2 separate regions of the Sus scrofa genome follow, and region 1 is linked to region 2. The links are chromatin contacts, called in public Hi-C maps. All regions are on one chromosome and are shown on one strand. Each heading gives the region's core, a stretch centred on a gene start, on an enhancer-like site or on the middle of the called end of the contact. The rest is flanking DNA. Distances are from core to core; before and after follow the strand shown. Region 1 overlaps LOC100739688 (a long non-coding RNA gene). Region 2 overlaps LOC106504591 (a long non-coding RNA gene).

The links. A called contact is a pair of places that touch in the nucleus more often than the background predicts.
Region 1: a Hi-C map of retroperitoneal adipose tissue shows a contact between it and region 2, with 3 times the contacts expected there. The contact joins two enhancer-like sites. A contact is called at or near these places in 22 of 47 Hi-C or Micro-C datasets (adipose tissue, alveolar macrophages, brain and 13 more) and 2 of 2 datasets of contacts at active chromatin or transcription factors (alveolar macrophages and skeletal muscle).

The regions. Positions count from the first base shown.
Region 1 is chr8:12,396,410-12,401,311 of Sscrofa11.1, reverse strand. LOC100739688 (a long non-coding RNA gene) reads left to right here. Exons shown (of 8, transcript XR_304761.3): 6 at 2,471-2,695. Among named protein-coding and RNA genes, the nearest start is that of QDPR, 150 kb to the left of the region's middle. Within about 2 kb of position 2,456, at least 37 of the 83 cell types and tissues checked have an H3K27ac peak or open chromatin away from gene starts, as enhancers often do. A contact at or near this core is called in retroperitoneal adipose tissue, where this site is marked.
Region 2 is chr8:11,484,920-11,489,974 of Sscrofa11.1, reverse strand. The region is part of intron 2 of LOC106504591 (a long non-coding RNA gene); the gene reads right to left. Among named protein-coding and RNA genes, the nearest start is that of TAPT1, 72 kb to the right of the region's middle. Within about 2 kb of position 3,569, at least 9 of the 83 cell types and tissues checked have an H3K27ac peak or open chromatin away from gene starts, as enhancers often do. A contact at or near this core is called in retroperitoneal adipose tissue, where this site is marked.

The sequences.
Region 1 (4,902 bases), core at 1,207-3,706, 910 kb before region 2:
CCTGAGGAAATGCAGCAGCTTTGGGGCTACAGGGTCAACCTCTTTAAAAAAGACTGTTTTATTTTCAGATTGTAAATTCCTGCAGCCTCACAGTAAAACTAAAACAAAAAGACAAGGAGGAAAGACATCAATGTTAATCCTGCCACTTGGTCCTAACGACTGTGAACATGTTAGCAAGTTTCTTCTCTCTTTTTTTCCCCTCTACACTTGTACTTCACTTATTTTGGTTTAAAATATTTGATCGCATCAGGTGTACCCCTTTTGCACCCTGCTTCCTTCACTTAACACCATTTGAAATGCTTTTTTTCCATTTAGTGTCATTAAAAATACTTTGAAAATGTCTTTTTGATGGTTATGTATGCTTCCATCTTCTGGTTATGTCGTAAGCCCTATTGTTGTATAACTTGCCTCTGTCTTTTTGTTTTTTTTTTTTAAGTAATCATAGCAAATGAGTGATGGTAGTCTTTGCGTGTAAATTACCAGCTGCAATTTTGGTGATTCCATTCGGGTGCATTGCCAGACGTGGACTTACTGAGCTAAAGGGTAGGACTCTTTCACAGACCTTGAAGCATGTGGCCACACTGTTTTTGCAGAAGGACTGTGACAATTTACACGGAGGGTTTTATCGTAAGACTCTTCTGGGAACAGAACAGGATTTGCTAACTCTGGAGAGAACCACTTCTTGAAAAATCTGGATGAGAATTTCAGGCTTTGTAAACCAGATGGATTTTAGGTTTCCCTCACACTCTTTGTGTTCACTGACCTTCTAGTCTCCTGCAGTAAGTGTAAGCATGGCATTGGGAAAATTCCAGACTGTGTCCATGGAGCTCAGAGCCGACAGTAAAGGGAATTCTGTGCATTCCTGGGACAGAGCTGCTGAGGGGAGGGGGTGTCAGGCCAGGGGCCAGCCCACTGTACAGGAGGAGAATACTTGAGACACTCAAGGGAGAGGTGACACTGTGGGGAAGAGTGGACCAAAGCCTTAGAGGTTCCAGATTTTAAGGTCAGTGGGCTCTCCTGGTGTTCATTTAAACAGGACCCATATTGTCTTTGATGGACATTATCACAAACAAACACTTTTTGTCTGTTTTATGCACGAGGGGTCTATTTGATTTGGAAGGGGGCTCCTCTGAGGCCCCTTTCTACATTGACATTTTCTGGGTTTATAGGTAGGTTTTTACTATCCCATTTGATGGATAGGTAAATCAAGGCATTCACAGAGAGCTGGCTTTGCACTTTAGTAGCTGAGTGATTTGAGGCAAGTTAAGTTTTCTGAGCCTCCATTTTCTCATTTCTTTCTTTCTTTCTTTCTTTCTTTTTTTTTTTTCTTTTTAGGTCCGCACATGCAACATATGGATGTTTCCAGGCTAGGGGTCCAATCGAAGCTACACCTGCCAGCCTACGGCATAGCCACAGCAAAGCCACAGCCACAACAACACAGGATCTGAGCCGCGACTGCCACCTACATCACAGCTCACCACAATGCCGTATCCTTAACCCACTGAGCGAGGCCAGGGATCGAACCCGCCACCTCATGGTTCCTAGTCGGATTTGTTTCCTCTGAGCCATGACTAGAACTCCCATTTTCTCATTTCTAAGGTGGGAGGGATAGTGTCCACTCAGCAGGGCTGTTATGAGGATGGGAACCAAATGCCAACTTCTTGACTCGAGGCCAGGCTCAGGCTTTGGGAATTAGCATCTAAACCACATTTGCCAAATTCTGACTTTCTCTTTCTCTCCCAGGCTGGCCCCACACTTGTCATGATTAATTGATTAATTGTCATGATCAATTTAGGCATAGACGAGGAAAAGAAATGTGTGCATTGATTGTGTAGCCAGTGGAACTTCGGGTCTGTTGGGACAGGCGGCTTTGTGAGCTGTGGTGTAGGTCGCAGACGTGGCTTGGATCTGGTGTTGCTGTTGGATCAGCCGCAGCTCCGATGAGACCCCTAGCCCAGGAACTTGGATGTGCCATGGGTGTGGCCCTAAAAAGAAAAAAAGAAAACAAAACAAACAAAAAAAAACATGCAGCTTCACCGTGGTGATCTTTCATAATAGCAGTGTTTCTTTTGTAGCCTGGGAGAAAAAAACCTTTTGTCCCTTCTGTTAAGGAACTAAAATCTGGTCCCACAGAGTCTCTTGCAAACTTTCCTTGCTTCCCAACTTGATCCTAACATGCTGTGTGATTTTAGGAATCCCTCATTACCTCTCTGGACCCCTCCTTCCTGTAAAAAGGGGGATTGGGTCAGGTGACATTAATGGATCTTTCAGCTCTGCAGTTTTTAAATTCTATCAGGATTTAGGAGTAAAAAACTTTCTGCAGAAAAAAAAAATGACCATCATCCAAAGTTGGCCACTTGGGGTCGCTAGTGATCTGAGAGACTAGCTGGTGAAGGCGTAAGAGCGTGTGGCACTTCAGCGAAGAGATTCTGGGTGGGTTATGAAATTTTCTTTTTGTCTCTTCCTTCAGCTCCAAGATTCATCTGAAGGCGTGATCACATCCTCAATGTTGAGTGGACTATGAACCGGCTGCCAGAGACAGGGTTCCAAGCCGGGCCAGGCCCATCCCAATGCCCACCCGAAAAGACGGGACAGAGGAAAGAAAGAAACAAAATCCTGGGGCTCCATTGGCTTTCTTTTTGACTCCAGCTGAAGTTGCTGCATAGTGTGGCCTTGCCAGTCCTCGCCTTGAAAAGTAGGTCTTGCGAAGTGAAACTGCGTGGCACAAAACATGCCTTAGAGAGGCGGGGTAAACCTTTGTCTCCAAGAGTCAGGAGTTAGCAAAGGCAGATGCACGGGAAAAATTCCCGCCCAGGAGCTGCTGGGTGTCCCTCCTGGCAGTTTTCCTGGTGGGCCAGTGGTTGAGGTGGAGGAGGGGCAGCCCGGGAGGTCCCTGCAGAAAACAGGGAGGGATCACTGAACAAGAAAGAAGTAAAATAAAACAAAGATCTAAAAAGCTCAGGATCCGCCCACGCAGGGGACAGGGTCCCAGCAGCATACTTAGCGCAGGCCAGGCCCCTCTGGAAAGTTGGCTGAACCTTGCCCTCTGGGCACAAGGAAAAGCAGCTCTCCTGCCAGGACCGCTGTATAAACATCCTTTTCCTACAGGATCTCGTGGCTTGGGGTTCCAGTGGAGGGCAGGGAAGGTGTCCTAATGCAGACAGATTTCAAACTCCCGCTGTCCCTTTTCAGATCATAAATTACTGTTAATTTTGTTTACACCCCAGCCCCCTTCCTCTCTTAATAGTTAGAGAAAGAGCAATCACGACAAAATCAAGGCTCCAAGGGGTATATGGCAGCCCCGCTCCGCTGGCTGAGAAGCAGCCAAGTGTTGCCTCATCCTGCACTTCCCTGCAACAAAAGTTAAATATTTATGTACCACAGGTGCCTCGCCTTGCCTCCTGCAATATCCTTTTGTAGTTTTGCTGTCAGGGAGCAGTGCGAGAGCTTCCATTTCTGTTTAACTGGAAAGGGAAACTTGGTTTGTTTGTTCCCTTTCTCTCCCTCCTCCAACTCCAGGAGGCTCCATGAGCCAGGCTGGGAGGCCTGGGGTGGAGGCTGCTGAGAAGTCGACCCAGGATCTGTGTGGTTTCTCCTTGTTCAGGCATCACCTTGTTTTGTAGTAAGCACTTCCCGGGGCCCTTTGCCCAAGCCATCCTTGCCTGAGAGGTATGCCCGAGCTTGAAGTTGGTTGGGTCTGGGTTTCAATTCTAGGTCAACCCACTTATTTAGCTGGTGACTCGCTCTCTTAGAGTCTCAGTTCTCATCTTTAAAATGGGGATAATAATAATATTTTCCTAAGAGAGTGGTTGGGAAGATGAAAAATAGTGTATAAAAAGTGACTGAGGCCACGTGAGATTTTGGTAAATGCCAGGTCTTCTAAAACATTTTTGTTGAAATGTAGTCAATTTACAAAATTATGTTTGTGTTGGGTATACAGCAAGGTGTTTATATATATGTGTGTGTGTGTGTATATATATATATATATACACACACACTTTTTAGTGTCAGGTATACAGCAAAGTTATATATATATATGTGTGTGTGTGTGTATATATACACTTTTTAAGATTCTTTTCCATTATAAATTATTATAAGATGTTGAGTACAATGCCCTGTGCTGTACTGTAGGTTTTTGTTGGTTATCTATTTTACATGTAGTAGTATGTACATGTTAATCACAAATTCCTAATTTATCCTTCCAGGCCCTCTCTCCCCTTCAGTAACCATAAGTTTGTTTTCTATGTCTGTGAGTCTATTTATGTTTTGTAAATAACTTCATTTGTATCCTTTTCTTAGATTGCACATATAAGTGCTATCATATGGTATTTGTCTTTCTCTTTCCGGCTTACTTTCACTTAGTATGATGATCTCTAGGTCCTTCCATGTTGCTGCAAATGGCACTGTTCCATTCCTTTTTATGGCTGAGTAATATTCCACTTTGTATATGCACCACATCTTCTTTATCCATTCATCTGTCAGTGGACACTTAGGCTGCTTCCATATCTTGGCTGTTGTGAATAGTGCTGCTATGATCATCGGGGTGTAAATGCCAGTTCTTGCTTCTTTCTTGATTGTGTTTCCAAGATAGTAGCCATCACCCACATGTGGCTATTGAGCACTGGAGAAGAGCTGGAAGTTAAAATACACAAAGGATTTCAAAGACCTAACAAAGAAAAAAAATTTTTAAAAATCTCATTACTAATGTTTCATACTGATTACATGTTGGAATGACAATCCATTCTAATAATGGATTAAATAAATACATTTTTAAAGTTAGCCTTCATTTTACTCTTTAAAAGTGTGGATATGGGAAGAGTTTAAATGATGCCTGTGGCTTGTATTTGGGGCATCCATTATATTTCCATCAGGCTGCCTTGCTCACCAATTCCTCTATTCAAA
Region 2 (5,055 bases), core at 2,320-4,819:
CCTCCTAGCCTGCTCTCCCCATCCTTCTTCGGCATTTCAATAACACGTTGTCAGTTTTATAAAATTCCCTGCTCTCACTCATCTCCATCTCCACTTTGAGAAATTAATAAGAAAAAAGAAGTAAAGGATAGGAGAAAACAACGCCATCGCATACTGTTGCTTGTGCTCTTGTGGTTAAAAAAAAAAAAAAAAAAAAAAAAAAAAAGGCGATTATCAAAAGTAAAGAAAGCACCACTCATAGTGATTTGTGGACTGGCTGTTGGTCTGCAAACTGCTCTTGCTGTCTATACTTAACAGATTGCTCCAGACGGCACATCAACTACAGTCCCTCCATGCAGTATTTTGTCTAAGTCACTTTTTTAATTAAAAAAATTTTTTTTTCGTTTACAACTGACTTGTGCTTTTTTTTTTTTTTTTTTTACTATTTTTGACTCGATGAAGAAAGCAAAGCCTTGATTTATATTCATGAGTTAGCTCCTCATCTTGTGGACTGGCTCTCTGAGTAACAGTGAATTAGAGAGGCGTAAAAGTACCAGCTGAACATTTCTTAGTGCATATGATGTCCTAAGCAATGTTCTAGCTGCTTTACTCATATTAACTCATTTAATTCTCAAAAAAACTTCTGTATGAGGTAGGGAATATTATTTTCATTTTACGGGTAAAGAAACCAAGGCACGGTGGCCTGTGATAATACGCTCAACGTTACTCAGCTGATACGTGGTAGTAAACTCCAAGGTGGCCTCCAGGGTGGCCGCAATGAGCCTGGCCCCTTGGCACCCACACTTCGTGTAGCCAGCGCCCGTACTGTATCAGCATTAGCATGTACGAGCAAAGACTAGAGCAGAAGTGACAGTGTGTGACTTGCACAGTGTTACAGACGGAATGTGTGTGTGAAATATGCTGAAATCCCATCCTCCACTATGATTGATGGCATTGGGAGGCGGGGCCTTTGCAGGTGGAACCCTCATGCATGGGACGCGTGCTCTCATAGAAGACAGTCCAGAGGGCTTCTTGCCCTCTTTCCACAATGTGAAGATGCGATTAGAAAATGGGCCTATGCAACTCAGCAGTGACCAGCCATGCTGGCACCTTGATCTTGGATTTCCACCTTCCAGAACTAGGAGATCCAAGTTTCTGTTGTTTAAAAGTCACTCCGTTTGTGCTATTGTGTTAGAGCAGCCCAAGCTGACCAAAATACAAGGCTAGGTCATAAAAGATACGGTTGCTTCTGCCTTACTCTCTTAGACCAATTGCTCTGGGAGAGCCAGCTTCCAGGTCATGAGGCCCCTCAAGCAGCTGCATGGAGAAGCCCACACAACAAGGAACTGATGCCTCCCACCAACAGCCAGCACCGACCTTCCAGCCATGCGAGTGAGCGATTGTACCAGAGGACCCTTCAACCCCCGTCGAGCCTTCAGAGGACTGCGGCCCTGGCATCTCCACCATGACCTCATGAGACACTCCCCTCCCCAAGTGAGAACCGCTTAGCTTAGCTGCCCTCCAAATCCTGGCCCATGCACATGATCTAAGATCATACGTTTTCATGGGTGCTTGAAGTCTCTGAGTTTTGGACGAGTCTGCTCTAGAGCCACAGATAACTACAGTGATAGAACAGCCTGGCTCCAAAGCCTGTTTTCTTCATTGTTCTGCAAAAGAATTGAAGACGAACGAGGAAACAACTTCCTCCTCCTGTCACCATAATGTTATTTAAAGCCAAGTTTCTGTGCCACCTGCCATTACCTCCGCTAACACTGTGGTACAGTTCCCAACTTGAGAAATACAGGGGTAGACAAGAGAACATGGGGTTCGAGAAAGATATATCGGGATGAAAATCCTGGCTTAGTCCAGGTTTTACTTTGAGCATGTCCCCAAAAAGGCCATCATCACTGGAGAGACAAATACTAACTTTTTCTTTTTCTTTTTTTTGGAGGGGGTGTGGTTAGGGCCACACCCACAATCGTGGCATGTGGAGGTTCCCAGGCTAGGGGTTGAATCAGAGCTGTAGCTGCTGGCCTACACCACAGCCACAGCAATGCCAGATCCAAGCCTCATCTGCAACCTACATCACAGCTCACAGCCAACGCCAGATCCTTGACCCACTGAGCGAGGCCAGGGATCAAACCCGAAACTTCATGGTTCCTAGTCAGATTTGTTAACCACTGCACCACGACAGGAACTCCCCAATAAAACTTTATTTATAAAACTGGGCAGAGGCCGGATTTGGCCTGAGGACCATAATTTTCTGCTCCTGTTCAGGATTATCTTGGGCGCCAGTTACCACGTGTTATTTCTCCTCCTCTGTATCTGGATGTACTCTTCCCTCTCTCCGTGTTACTCCTTCCTTTCTCCTGAACTGCTTCTCTCCCGCCAATCACATGCTTTCCTCCACTCAAGCATGACCTCCCTGGGGGACGATGCTATTCATGACTTTAGACCCTTACAGATCCTCCTGCCATGTGCTTCCCCAGTGCCTGTCCTCTATCTGACCCTCATCTCCCTGCACTGTAATTCCGTGTCTCTGACTCCCTTCCCTGACAAACTGGGAGCTCTGTGACGGTGGGGATTGGGTTGGCCTCAGGCCCCATTTGATTCCTGGCCCAATTCCTGACACGTAGTGGGTGCTGTATAAGCTGGGGGGAAGGAATTATTGATCTTACAGAGAGCATCTAAGACACTCTTGGACCACTTCACACTTGTCTGCCTCGTTCACAACTTTGCTGAAAGTGACCTTGTTCCCAAGAAATGGCTCCTAAGCCTGTATATGTTGTTAAACTCACAGGCAGTCTTGCCTCTATGTCATAGCGCAAGACGCTCCAAAGGAGGAAGTGCCTGTGAAATTTGTGTTTCAGGCACTTTCATTCTCTTGCCACCCTTTCCCCACAACGGTGACCTTTACATTCAGCCTGAGTAGAAGTGGGGTTGTCAGAACATCAGGTTACATTATGCGATGCAGCTCTTTGTGCCTCTTAAAGACAGAAGTTCCAACATGGGCTGCACGGCGGGGAAGCTGCCCCGATGATGTTCTCGAAACCACGGCTGCCAGGATGGAATCCGGAAGCGGGTCAGCAGTCAAGAAGCCACATGCTTCTTGGAAATCCGTTTCCCTGAACACGGGTCCTCATTTCTGCTTCCCGAAAATAAGTAACCCCTGGCTCTTGCGTGGCCTTGCTTCTTCAGGGGGACAGGAGCGGGGCTCGGGCTTGCGGGAGCGGGGTGGAATGGTGCTGCAGGGCTTATTTTTCTCTTCTTGTTCTGAGGGGCTGTGTACTGGGATCTTCAGAGAATTGTGGAGTCCTCGGTTGTCCCACCTAAACGGAGGCTCAGAGGCTCTGAAGCTGGCAGGCAGCTGCTCCTCCTGGACACAGTCCATCCCTCCACCTTTTTGGTAACTGTTCGATTATCTGCCCCCACCTCCGTGGATAAGCAGCTCAAAGGCTGGGCTAAGCCGCTCCTGGAGACCCTTCCAGCTCCGGGTCCTGCAGCCCACTTCTTCAGGGTAGTTTCAGAGGCAGAGCTGCGAGGACCAGCAGTGGAGAGGGAGGCAGGAAGGGGAGGGGATTGAGCCCTAAAGGATGAGTCAAGGGCTTCTCCACGGGCTGTTGTGTGGCCATCAAACAAAGACCTCGTGCTCTGCTCTCAGCCCCAAAGAATTTGCCCAGCCCCAAGGAATTTTTTCTCAAGTCTGAGAAAAAAAGATGAGAAGCTAGCACTCCAGACACACAGAGTTCGTAAGTGCATAGAACAAGCACAGCGCCTGGCTCGCTCCTTGGGAGACTTCAGTGCAGCACTAATCAAATCAATTTTCCTGGACTTTTACCCCAACAGAGTCCAACTGAAATAATAATGGCCCCTGTGCAATATCAGTTTTTAAAGCCCACTTGCCTGCAGACAGGCCAAGTCACCTAATGATAATGAAATACATTACTAGGCACTGACTATTTTATTATTATTATTATTATTATTTTCTTTTAGGGCTGCACCCAGGGCATATGGAGGTTCCCAGGCTAGGGGTTGAATCAGAGCTATAGCTTCCGGCTCATGCCACAGCCACAGCAACGCAGAATCTGAGTCACATCTGCAACCTACACCACAGCTCATGGCAATGCCAGATCCTTAACCCACTGAGCAGGGCCAGGGATCAAACCTGCAACCTCATGGTTTCTAGTCGAATTTGTTTCCGCTGCGCCAGGAGCTCCCAACTCTTCTGATTTTTGCAATCTTCTAAAGAGTATCATTTTCTGGAGTTCCTGTTGTGGCTCAGCAGGTTAAGAACCTAACTAGTATCCATGAGGATGTGTGTTCAATCCCTGGCCTCACTCAGTGGGTTAAGGATCTAGCGTTGCAGAAGCTGCCACATAGGTCACAGATGCAGATCCTAAGTGGCCGTGACTGTGGTGTAGGCCGGCAGCTGCAGCTGATTCGACCCCTAGCCTGGGAACCTCTCTATGGTTCGGGTGGGGCCCTAAAAAGACCAAAAAGAAGGAAAGAAAGACAATTATTTTCCGTCGGGATGAGCTCTACCTGAGTGTTAAACTCATCTCCGCCACTCTGGTCAAATGTGCTTTAGTTTCCTTCCCCGTAAAATGGAACCAAAAATACTATTCGCTTCATAGGGTTACCAGAGAATGAAATGAGTTAATAAATGTAATAGTACCTGGCACATAAGTGTTCAGTAAATACGGGTCATTATCTTTAGCTTACATTAAGTGATTTTTAAGATCTTCATTCGAGAAATATCCTGTGTAGTGGCATCTAATTTTTTTTTTTTTTCCTGCCAGACACTTATTTCTTCTCCTTCTGCAACAGCCTCCCATTTTTCTCTACAAATAATTCCTTTTCCACTGCAGCGTCTGCCTGTCAAGGACATTTGCGTCCCCTAGCTATAGGGTATATATGTGGCCCAAAGCAGGTCAATCCTAATTTCTCCTGCATCCTATACTCTTCAAAGCCTGGCTCATCTGCTTTCCCTCTGATTCTACAGCTCTTCTGTGTTCTTCCAATAATATCTTTTTTTGCACAAAGCAGGGGCAGGGAGGAGGGAATTTGGGAGGTAAT